Regions from separate parts of the Sus scrofa genome. Here regions 1 and 2 are each linked to region 3. The links are chromatin contacts, called in public HiChIP or PLAC-seq maps. All regions are on one chromosome and are shown on one strand. Each heading gives the region's core, a stretch centred on a gene start, on an enhancer-like site or on the middle of the called end of the contact. The rest is flanking DNA. Distances are from core to core; before and after follow the strand shown.

Region 1 (3,991 bases), core at 1,230-3,729, 750 kb after region 3:
GAATGATTGACAACTTGATGGATTGTCAAAAACCTAGGTTCTTTCCCTCTGCCGTATGCTATTCTTGGCATCAATTCATCCCAAAGCTGCTTCCTCTCCTGGTCACATTTTGGCTTCCTGCAGCAACCAGGACTACTTTATTTCTTATTCATATTCAATAAGAAAAAGCAAGGTAAACCGTCCCAAATCTCCCAGCAGACTTCTCTCATCTCATTGGCTAGAACTGGGTCGCAAGCCTATCCTAACATTGCCATTGCGAGCAGAAGAGGATCGCCACGATGCAGTCAACTCGTATCTGTAGGATAAACGGAGGTGCGGAAAGATCATTTAAATATCTCTCCTCGGCGTTACTGTCTACATGATGTTGCCCCACAGTCTCACAGGAAGTCTTCCCAAAGAGGCAACTGGCTGTTGCTTCAAAGGTCTTAAAATGGCAAGTGGATTTGATGTTTGCGTCTCTTCAGGTTTACTTTCAGCAGCCGTCTAAAGCAGTGCTTTGAGCCCCCGCCTGTGCCTGGAGGGGAGGGTAAAACAATCAGGTACAGGAACTGGCCACAGGTGCAAGATATGGCTTCATCAATACCGAGGGGGGACCTGAACAGCTGGGCGGTTCCACTGGTGCTCCTTCTCTGAACTTCTTAATCTTTACGACACACAGAACTACAAGCCTTTCAGACTAAAACCGGGAGTGCATCTCCGTCAGTGGGAAATGAGTTTGACAAAATAGCTGGTCTTCCGGATTTCTGAGTGCGCTTTCTCGACAGACCAATTCAATAACGACTAACTGCGTGCTAACTCATCCTCCCTTTTGGTGCCAGGTGCTTAGGAGAATCCCCCCCACCAAAAAAAAACAAACCGTGTCCTTAAGAAACATCCGATCTCTCTCGGAAAGGAAAGTACGTGGACGATAAAGTGTTAAATAACAGAACAAGGCCACCTCGAATGCAGGGTGCAAGGCAATTGCCTTGGCCGTTTTATTTGGCCATGACTGGGCTGCCCAGGGAGAATCCCATTAGTAACTGCAGCACCAGTTTGTGGAGTGGCATATGGGCTCGGCCTCAGTCTGTAACAGGGGCTGGTACTTTCCTCGGGGCAGGCAGACACTTGGCCTTGGACTTTTTCAGACACAGCATCCACATCTCCCACTGCTAACTGTAACCACGACCATGGCCTTGTATAAACACATCTTCCAGAGAAGGATGGATCCTGAAGCCTGATGAGGTGGTACATTTCGAGAACTCTGAAACTGTGGCAGTGGCTTCTCAAGGCTCCATCATCCAACAAACTCTCCAGATTCGCAGCTCAAATATGATGGATCTGATCGGGTGGCCCTGCACCCTCGGCCCTAGAGAATACACTGGACATCGTAAATTCTTACCTGATTGCCCCTCCCAGTGCAGTGTGTTTATAACCTATTTGGAGTGGTTAAATCTGATAAAAATTTATAGAGTAATAATAACAGTAACATTTACTCGCCAACAGATGATTGATTCTGAGCGCTGGAAAGGCAAGAAGGGACAAGGCTATAAAACTAGGGAAATGTATTCCTGGTTTACAAAGCGTTTGTAATCTGGGAAAGCTGACATGACATAGATGTATGGAGCAGTGTGTAGAAAGCAACACAGAAGACTACCATCTGCTCCAGGCCCTTCCTGGCACCCAGTCAGATCATGGCAGTTGGTCCCTTTGGCTCCAGCCTTCTGTAATCCTGTGGGCTCTACCACAACCACCAGGGCTGTCTTCCCAGGGTACAGCAGTGGGCAAGTCACGTCCTTGTTGACACATCTACGGTGACATCTCGGTGCCCACAGAAAAATTACCCTCTTGACTCTCAAAGCCCCCAACTACCCTCTCATGCCTGTTCCTCTCCAATCCTCCAGTCCATTGCCGAGACGGCAGCCCTCTTCCGCTGCCCAAATGCTCTATTTAACTAAAACTGTCACTCGAGGTCCCCGTTCCCAAATTCGTCATGGCTGTCCTGGCTCCAAGGCTTGGTCACCCATGCTGCCTGCACTTCTTTAAGTCTCACTTTGCTTCAAAGATGATGACGTTTTTAGGGAACGACCTCCCGAAACACACCAGGCTGCAGAGATCACTTCCTCTTCTGAACGCCAACAGCGCTGGCACTTGGGGCATTCTGCATCAGCGTCACACGTCCTGCCCGCCCAGCTCGATCTCCACTTCCTTGACATTGACTACCTTGCCCGCGTCCTCTCTGTCTGCCCAGAGCTTTTACCAACACAGGATCTTCACTCTGCCGTTGATGGCACTTTTCAGACAGGCACGGGCTATTGAGAGCGTGAAGGAGTAATCAACTGTCATCGGGATGGACCGGAATGAATTTTAAAATGCCTGACCAGCCAGATGACGTTTAAACTGGGTTTGGAAGAAACGACAGGCATGGCAGAAGGGCAGGCAAGAAGGGCGTGGGTTAAGACGGAGACAGTAGACACAGGGGTGGGCGGGGAAGGCGTGGATCCTGGAGCCTGGCCAGGTTCTGATAGTTGAGTAAAATCAACAAACGGGTCTGGCAGTCTGGTTGCCAGAGGCCCTTCCTTTGGCATATCTTCTAGGTGTGACTCGCTTAAGGTCAGTGGGAGTGAGGACCGGGCCAAGGAAAGTCATCACCGAGGCTTAAACTCTATCTTATGACCTTTACATGTCCTTCTTCCATTGAATTCTTTGAAATATTATTTCCTTTAGGGAGGTAACTTTTTCCAGTGGTTAGTGAATTTTTTGGTCCTCATTTTAACCTTGTCAGAACAACTGGGCAGAATTGAAAATGCGTAATGTTTTGCACATGTACTTATCCTGCTTTTCCTGATTCCAGGTCCCCCTCAAAACCTCCAGGTTGTAGCCAAGATGCTATGACATCTCTATCTGTGGGTTGTCAGGGGTGTGTGGGGGGTGTCCTGAGCATGTGCTCGTGAAGAGGCAGCTGGGTTCTGCTGAGGCTGCAGCTGAGCTCCACCCACTAGCTCGGACCTGAGACCCTTCCCGAGCTGAACACTTCAGCCTCAGTCACACCTCACCTCTTCCCGGAGTAGACATCAACAGGGTCTGTGCATCAAGGGACAGGAAGATGAGCCAAGGGACGTGTGGATGATCCCACGTCTCTGTTAACTTTGCAAACAGCCTACGTTACCGTCCTGGACCGCCAGGTCCTCAGAAGGGGTACTCCTATTGCCTTCCTTAAAGCGCCTTTCTTTTGTAAACTGTTGTGTTCAAACCTGTCCATCAGTTTTGTCTATACTTCTGGCATTCTCTGTGCATCCATAGCTTAACCCTACAGGGAAGAACCAGAAAGCAGAAGAACTTGAACTAAGGGTCTCAGAAACTCTCTCCACCAAAGCCTCTTACTCTGCAGAGGCAACTATGGCCCAGAAAAAGGAATGTGGCCTGGCCATTGTCACCTGAGCACGCTAGAGTTCTCTGATTATACCAAGGACTGAGACTTTTCCTGCAATTGACCTGTGTCCTTAATGTAGCTGCCACGGGGAAGGACACCTGAGCCCCTCCATTAACTAGAATGTTTTGCTCCCTCCACTCTAGAAACACACTTATTGAAAGAAGACAAAACAAGGATTCCACACGTCCATTAAAAAAAGAAGAAAACACACGTAGGCTTTATCTGGAGGTCCTACTATAGCTCAGCTATCCCATTTCCCGCCCCCCTAAACTTAGTAATGTCAAAAAAATGGACCTCGAGGAGGTGAGTCAGGTACGCGCTCTTCAGACTCAAGGGGCAGCTTCCTCTAGAACAGCATTTATCAACAGCATCACTACTGACATTTTAGGTGAACAATTCTTTGTCATGGGCTGTCCTGAGCATTGCTCATGTTTCCCACCATCCTTGGCCCTGCTCACTCCACCGACCACTGCCAAACCGTCCCTGGTGCTACCCCATTGAGAGAACCAAATATGTCTCTCGACATTGCCAAATGACCCAGGAGGGAAGGGACCCTATTACACTGTTGGTAGGAATGAAAAC
Region 2 (3,872 bases), core at 1,372-3,871, 810 kb after region 3:
AAGGCTTGGAACTGAGGATTCTGCTGACCAGATGGATGTGGGGGGTTGAGGGAGAAGCAGCAGCTTAGGATGCCTGCAAAGTTTCCAGCAACAGTGGCGGATGGGGCCAATAATTCAGAGAGTAAATCCAAGAAGAGGAAGTGATTTCAGAGGATAGATAACCAGTATAATCTGCAAGACCTTGGGCTGGGAAATTGAAAAAGCTGAGCTGTGTATTAGGAGGAGAGCGGTCATATTTTTCCAAATGAAAAATTGTTTTATAAGGACCTGCCCAGTATGCTGGGTTTTTTCAAAGAAAATAAGGCAGATGCATATTTCAGCTTGGACTATTACAAGAGCTCACTGCTGTGTACTTTCAGCTAAACGCTGATAAAAAGGTCAGTTTCATTGTTTAAAACATACCACCGATAGGCTCATGCTGTGCCATCTCCTAAACACTGACCTAAAATGCACAGAATGAACCGTCTGTCACCCACTCTGCTCTCTATCCTACTAGCAGAAGAAGGGTTATCACAGGACTTAAATGGCACCCCTCCATTTGCTCTGTAGGCTGCGAACTGAGGAAACTTATTCCTGACCCGTAGAACATGCTTTTTCAAAAATGTCCTGATCCACTTCGGACTTTGTTCACGTCCCAGTCAACTCTGGCTCTGCCCTGCCTTGCCCTTTGGATGCTCAGCTTCGAGGTCGCCCCCGGCTCATCTTCAGGGACCAGCCACAGGTTCCTCTCTTGCTGCCCTCCCTTCACTGCCCTGCTCTCTTCCCAGCACCTGCCTCACGCCCAAACTGCTGGGGTGACCAGTGGCTCCAGACTTTCACTGGTTCACTGGTTTTAATTCTCTGCATTAAGTCAAACCCTTTCTCCAACATGGCAAAGATATAACCTACTGTAACCACACCTGCTGTAGGAGGAAATACAGCCTTATGATGCAGACCAGGGGTATGGGGTCAGAAAAAAATGGGGTTCAAATCCCTGACCTGCCTTTATTTATTTTCTTTTTGAGGGCTGCAGGTGCGACATATGGAAGTTGCTAGGCTAGGGGTCGAATCGGAGCTGCAGCTGCCGGCCTACACCACAGCCACTGCACTGCAGGGTCCAAGCCACGTCTGCAACCTACACCACACTCTTGACAACTCAGAATACTCAACCCACTGAGCAAGGCCAGGGATCAAACCTGCATCCTCATGGACACTAAGTTGGGCCTGTAACCTGCTGAGTCACAACCGGAACTCCCCCGATCTGCCACTTACGATGTAAGATTTTGAACAAGTTACTTTAGCTTTTAGCTCTCCTAAGCCTCTTTTATAAAATAGTGATGATGATAATAGAAGCAGTCTCCCAGCTTTTGAGGTATAAATACAATAATCCAACAATATACTCGCAGTGTGTAATCTGGTCCTCAACAGACTGTGAAAGTTGATATTTATTCCTTCACTTCCACCTCTGTTTTCTCTCATCATTATGAATTTTCCAGAATATGCTTCCTGTGAATGCAAAGTCTACCAAGTGGCCATCTTATAAAACACCTTCTCAGAAATGCTGACGTCACCTGTTACCTTCCAATTAAACATTTTCTCTTAAAAATATCTAGAGCATTCTGATCCCCATGGGCTATCTCTGCATACGTCCACTGTTGGCGTGGGTCTAGGACTAAATGGGCCACCAACACTTGGATTCCAAACCCAATACTCACCCTCACTGTCCTATTTTAATGCTATTACACATCATTTACTATTTAGTGGACTCAAGGCACCGTCTTTTTTTTCCCTCTGAAAAGTAGTTTTGGTACACAGACAAACAAAGGAAATTCTGAAAGGAAAGAACTTTGAGGTCTAAGATCCAAAGGGGTTATTATAAACAACTGAGAGTGTTAAAAAAAAAAAAAAAGAAAGAAACATTTAAAAGAGGTTGAAGAAGTACCTTTTGACAGAACCCGTTTCATTTATAGAGCCTCAAGTAAAGATCATATATTCAAAATGTTCCTATTAATTTTCACATGCTGCACTCACTCAGAATGCTTGACTATTTCACTGCATAATGTTTTGGCACAAAAATGTAAATAACATTGCACTTCACCTTCCCAAGTTCCCACAGTCCATTTTCTGGGTAATGGGAAGGATACACTAACAGTCAGAAACTGTGCACATTCTGCTGGTTGAAATCCAAAAGTAGTTTTTAAAAAAGTTTTCTGTCACAACTTGTTCTTGGGAGTTTCTCCCCTGCCAACTAAAAACTATGATTTTTAGGGGAGCACAAGGTCTTCTGAAAATCAGACAAGATTAAAGCAGCTCTGCATTATTTGAACTGAAACCCTATGGAAATGATGAGTTTTCTACTTCAGGTCAAGAGCTGGGACCCCTGCTTTTCTACCTCAGATTTTATTTTCCTTAAAGAACTTCTGGAGTCATCCTATTTCACTGTTTTGGGGAAAGAAGCCAAGGTTCCTTCCATTTAATGAAAGAAGACAGCCTCTAAAAGCACTTCCATTTGAGGATGGGGTACTACTGGAAAGAGCTACTTACAGAAGGTTCCACTGTCATAACAAAGAGGAAGACAGAGTTAGAGGAACGGGGCTCCAGTCCGGACTCTGCTACCAACTACTCCTTTGGTCGTAGGAGGTTGTCTCAAGTGGTTCAGGAAGTGCATCTGATTATGAACAAAGACCCGCAAGCATCTTGCACACCATCTGATTGCTTCATTAAGGAAATCTCCAACCATTTAACTCAGCGTTTCTCAAGCTTCTCGGAGCCCATAACTACAAGTTAGTGTTCTCTGGAACTCCCTTTGGAAACCATGACTTTAGGTCTACATTTACTCACCAGAAAAAAAAAAAAAAAAAAAAACAGCAAACAATAAGGGTATTAGAAAAGAAGGACGGGCATACGCCTTGTTTCATTGCTCTTCGCTTCATCCCACTTAAGGCTTGTGACGGTCCTGCACTGTCAGAGGGTGGTTGGCAATTTTTAACAAGAAAATATTCTTTAATTATGTATTTATATTACTTCAGACATAATATTGTTACAAATTTAATGGGCTGTGGTACAGCGTAATCGTAACTTTTACATACACTAGGAAACCACAACATCCACGTCACTTGCTTTACTGCAGTATTTGCTTTATTGCAATGGTCTGAAACGGAACCTGCAATATCTCCAGTGCATGTCCATGTATTAAGATTCCTATAAACTTTTGTGTGATTGCTCAAAATGTCTGAAATGAAAGTCGGAAAATCCCAAGCACAGTTGCAGGATCCCAAAGGTGGAGAATCCCAAGCACAGTTGCAGGATCCCAAGCACAGGAATCAAAAAAAAAAAAGTTTAAATTTAAAAAGTAGAACTTTAGTTTATGGAAATAAGGTGGATTAACTATCACAAAAAACCTTCTTGATAAAAGATATTTTAATATGTTAGGAGGTTATATTCCAGGGCAAGGGATCTAACCTGTACCACAGTTGTAATCAGAGCCACAGCAGTGAAAATGCTGGATCTTTAACCACTGTGCCACGAGGGAACTCCAGGATATATTTTTAAATAGTTTACATGTATGGCCGAGTTAACGAGAATGAAAAATAAATTCTCTGGGGTGACAGGGAGGGGTTGGGGGAGTAGGGAGAACCCAACAAACAAATAAAATCATAAAAAGTTAACCAAGTAAATTTTGAAGCCAACAGCTGCCCCAAGATCATTTGCCAAGAGCATATACCATATAGCCAAACACAGCTATACAGCAGAACCATCCAGAGAGTGTTTCTAAAAATGTGAAGAGCAGAGCCACAACGAATCCACTGAATCAGGATCCCAAGCACAGGAATCATACTTGCAGGGAGCTCTCTGGGTGATTGTTATCCACTGACATGTTTGAAAATTTTTGG
Region 3 (3,792 bases), core at 114-2,613:
TTTGGAATGTGCAATGCTCATTCTTCTTTGTCCCAATTCACTCTACCTAAGCTAGCGTCCAGGTGATGGGCAGCCTCCAGCTGTCCAGCAAACAGGCGGTTTGGCCAGCCCCATATTCAATCCAAACCATTTTTGATCAGACTCCCGAAATCTCACTGCAACAAATATCTCTCTGGCTTCTGCCCACGTTTTCTGGATTCCGGGCTGCCTCTTGAGGGAGTCACCGCTCCCCACGGAGACAAGGTTTTCCTGCCTTGAGCCCAGAATAACATGTCAGCTGCTGAGAACACCTCGGGTTCCTTTTGGTTTCTCCCCATAGTCACGTTTTATGTTCGGTTTCCCAGACGGGATGAACCAGAAATCATGCTTTGGGGGAAACAGATTTTTTGAACTCAAACACTCTGACTCGTCAGCAGCCTCGTCCGTGCTCTGAACCCCCAGCCTCGTGCCACTTCGGCCGAATCAGATCACAACCTCCCAGGCACCTGCCTGGGGTGTTCACGCCTCCTGATGTGTATTACTATTATTATTTTTTTTAACTGAGTAACGGCAAAGCGTGAGCAGCAGCTAAAACAACAGGGCCATGACAAACGAGCCCCTTTTCTGGGCCTGTCTCCTTGTTCCAGGAGTAGTGAGCAAAGAGACCAATTAATAGCATGGATGGAAGCCGAAGGACAGACGGTTTGCTTGAGAAGAAAAATGAACATTCTTGCTCCCTGATCTATGCCAACTTTGTGCAGGGACAGCTGCTGCCACGGAGTAAACACGGCTAGAGGTGGCCCGTGCCCCCAAGAAGTGTGTCGCTGAGGGCCACAGGGCAGCACAGGGTCACGGGTCTCTCCCCCAGCTCAGGCCATCCGGCCTGTATCCTTAAACGAACTTTGTTTTTTGACCAGCTCACTAATTGTGATTGAAAACACTAGCTTTCCCAGCAAGGCACAAGCCCTGGAGTTCGCAGCAGCAAGACAGGCCCTAATTGCTCCATTTACATAAAAGTAGAAACATACAACGTCTAAATATACATCTCTGGCACATCGTGCCTTTTGCAATTACAGTAAAATAAGGTACCACACTTTCCCTCCCGGCTCCTCGAAACAAGCTGCTCCCCCCCTCCCTGGGTTCTCCAGGGGCCGCTCCTTCCAGGCGAGAACAGAGCCCTGCAGAAGGCTCCGGCGAGCGAGGAGCCGGGCGCTTTGTTGAAGTAGCCAGTAAATCAGGCCGCCCGCACTAGGTGAAAAACGCGGTGGCAGCGGGCCACCGTGCTAGCGCAGGAGCCGGCAGGACCCGGCAGGACCCAGCTCAGCGATCGGAAAAGGGACAGAGCTGGAGGGGCGGTAGCGCTCCCCGCGCGCCTCTGTCCGCCCCGGAGCCGGCCCTCAGGTCCCCGTCCTGGTCCCTGGCATTGGCTGCGCTTTGAAGCCCTGCCACCGAGGGCTGGGTTCAGAGATTGCCAGCTGCACTCCCCGATCAGTGCTTCTCCCCCCCCCCCCCGCCCCCCACCTCCCCCCCTTCTCTGAATTCTCTAGCTGCCAAAAGGGGGGAAAAATCAAGAGCTGCTCTTAAAAGAAGTTGCCCTTGCGGGTGCTCGGGGTAAAAATAGAGGCGGCCGCTCCGCCCGGCTTGGCCGTGACTCCAGCCCCGCGAGCCGGGCTCGAGCAGCGGCCGCGATCCGGCGTGATCCCCGGGAGCTGCCAGCAGGTGTTGCTCAAGGTACAGTAGCAGGCCGAGCAGCGGGCCCGCAGGCCGGGGAGGGGGGAGCTGCGGGGGGAGGGGCAGGAAGTGAAAGAGAAACCGACCCGAGCAAGGAACAGGAGATGCTGGTCGGGAGCCGGGCTGCCCAGCTCAGCCCTGGGCCCCGGAGTCCGGCAGGGAAAAAATCACCCCCGGTCCCGAAAGAGTGGAGCGAAGTTATTTGAACCTGCCTGCTTCCTCCCCCACCCCCTCCCACCCCCTCCCACCCCCCACCTTCGTCTTCCTCTGAGCGAGGAGGCATCTCCCGCGGGGCTGAGCCCGGAGGTTGGGGATTCAGGTAGAGAATGACGTCACAGCTGGTGGGCTGACCCAGGCAGGTGGGCACTTCGATGGCATCCGTGGCCAACGCGATCTGAGTCACAGAGATTGGGTGGCTCCTCTGGGGTGCTGCAGATTTCCTGTGACACAGATGTTCAGAGAGAGGCGCCCACTGGGCATCTCGGAAATCATATCGCCTCCTGTTTTTCGGAGCACGTGCTTTTGACCCCGCAGGGGAGTTATTGTGGAGCCCACTTTAGAGACACTGAGGTTATCTGGTAGTAAGTAGCAGCATCCGGGGTCTCCTCCGGGTGGGTTTGTGCCCCCAGACTCATAAACCCGGTGGCGTTTCCAGAACGCCACCCGGGGTTGGGGGGGGGGGCAGGGGGGAGTTTAGATGCCCCTCAGACCGCTGCTCTCCCGGAGAGCTCATTTAAAAAGGGTAAGGGAGCTCCTTTCTTGCAGAGAGCTTGGGTCCTTCCAGTTCCAGACTGAGGGGCAGGGTAGGAGTTTAACCAGCACTGATCCTGTTTCTGTCTTTCCTTCTCAGATTCCCTCTGTTCCTCTACAACCTAATGATTTTTATTTTTGACTTCATTTCTGCATATGCAATTCTTAGAATACTCCCTGCCCCAACCCCCATTTATGGCTCTGACCTCACACTTTCTCTGTGTTTAGCCAAGGCAGGCCCGCTTCTGCAGACTTCTGGTGGCCCAAAGAAAGGGGCCTAAACTACCCATCAGGAGGCCAGAGCCTCTATATTTTGCTTGTGGGCACAGTGAAAAGTTTATTTTATGCATGTTAAATCCTGCATCCACAATAACGTATCTTGTCATATGGCTTTCATTAGCTCCCAATTTTGCACATTTTATTCAACTTGTCATGAGTACCCGGCTTGTGCTTCAGCTAGACTCCTTCAAACAAGCCTTCCATTTTTATGTCTGAGGCATCTTTCCTCCTGTTTTTTTTTTTTTCCCCTGACTTGCTAACACTCCCCCCTCCGTCCCCAAAACATCGTGACCAACTTAACTCCTCTTTCAGGAAATGTTCACTTCTTTCCATTAATCTCATGTTCTCTTTGTAACAATTTAGAAATCATAGGACTTGAAGTTCTGATAAAGAAGAATGATGTATGAGTTTTTTGGTTTTTTTTTTTTTTTGTATTTTTGTTTGTTGTTTGTTTTTTTTTTTACTAGTTAGTTTGGGATTCTAAAGACTTGGGAAAGACACTTAGAAGGTTCACCAGCAGAGAATGACTGTTTCCAAAGTTCTTAGTGATAAATGATTTATGAAGCCGGCATTCAGTTTCAAGATGTAAAGTAATAGTGCAAGTGGGCTGGGGGCGGAGATCATCCCTCAGAGATATACATCGTTTCCTATTTTTTCCTCCACGAAATAGCTTATTTCAAAAAGGAAAATCAGAACCTGTAGGGAGAGCCCTGCGAATTTTTTTCCCCTGTCAGCAACAATAAAATACTTTGTCAATAGAGGCAACTTCATGGAGAAGTTTTATGGGAAGACACAGAACTGAGCCTGACAAGAGGGAGAAACTGACGTGCTTGATGTGCGAGTGGTCAAAGTTGAAAGCTGGTCCCTCAGTGAGCGCTCGCTGTTGGGTTGCAGGATTTTTCTAAAGGGTCGTCTAGTCAGTCAGAGGTTTCCCTGGCTCCGTGATCACCCAGGAGTGTCACAGCAGCCGAGAAAGGCTTTCCATTAGATAATGAGTTATGAAATATGTCTCACACTGGAAAAACCAGTCATCTGCTGATGTCATTCTGCTTC

What was found. HiChIP or PLAC-seq counts read pairs in DNA pulled down with a chosen protein or histone mark.
Region 1: a contact with region 3 is called in an H3K27ac HiChIP or PLAC-seq map of alveolar macrophages. The contact joins two enhancer-like sites. A contact is called at or near these places in 2 of 5 promoter capture datasets (fetal skeletal muscle and liver) and 1 of 2 datasets of contacts at active chromatin or transcription factors (alveolar macrophages).
Region 2: a contact with region 3 is called in an H3K27ac HiChIP or PLAC-seq map of alveolar macrophages. The contact joins two enhancer-like sites. A contact is called at or near these places in 2 of 5 promoter capture datasets (fetal liver and fetal skeletal muscle), 1 of 47 Hi-C or Micro-C datasets (fetal liver) and 1 of 2 datasets of contacts at active chromatin or transcription factors (alveolar macrophages).

What each region holds. Positions count from the first base shown.
Region 1 is chr18:53,628,307-53,632,297 of Sscrofa11.1, forward strand. No RefSeq gene overlaps it. Among named protein-coding and RNA genes, the nearest start is that of SUGCT, 650 kb to the right of the region's middle. Within about 2 kb of position 2,480, at least 3 of the 83 cell types and tissues checked have an H3K27ac peak or open chromatin away from gene starts, as enhancers often do. A contact at or near this core is called in alveolar macrophages, where this site is marked.
Region 2 is chr18:53,693,015-53,696,886 of Sscrofa11.1, forward strand. The region is part of intron 13 of SUGCT (succinate--hydroxymethylglutarate CoA-transferase); the gene reads right to left. Among named protein-coding and RNA genes, the nearest start is that of SUGCT, 590 kb to the right of the region's middle. Within about 2 kb of position 2,622, at least 2 of the 83 cell types and tissues checked have an H3K27ac peak or open chromatin away from gene starts, as enhancers often do. A contact at or near this core is called in alveolar macrophages, where this site is marked.
Region 3 is chr18:52,883,133-52,886,924 of Sscrofa11.1, forward strand. No RefSeq gene overlaps it. Among named protein-coding and RNA genes, the nearest start is that of INHBA, 4.7 kb to the right of the region's middle. Within about 2 kb of position 1,364, at least 39 of the 83 cell types and tissues checked have an H3K27ac peak or open chromatin away from gene starts, as enhancers often do. A contact at or near this core is called in alveolar macrophages, where this site is marked.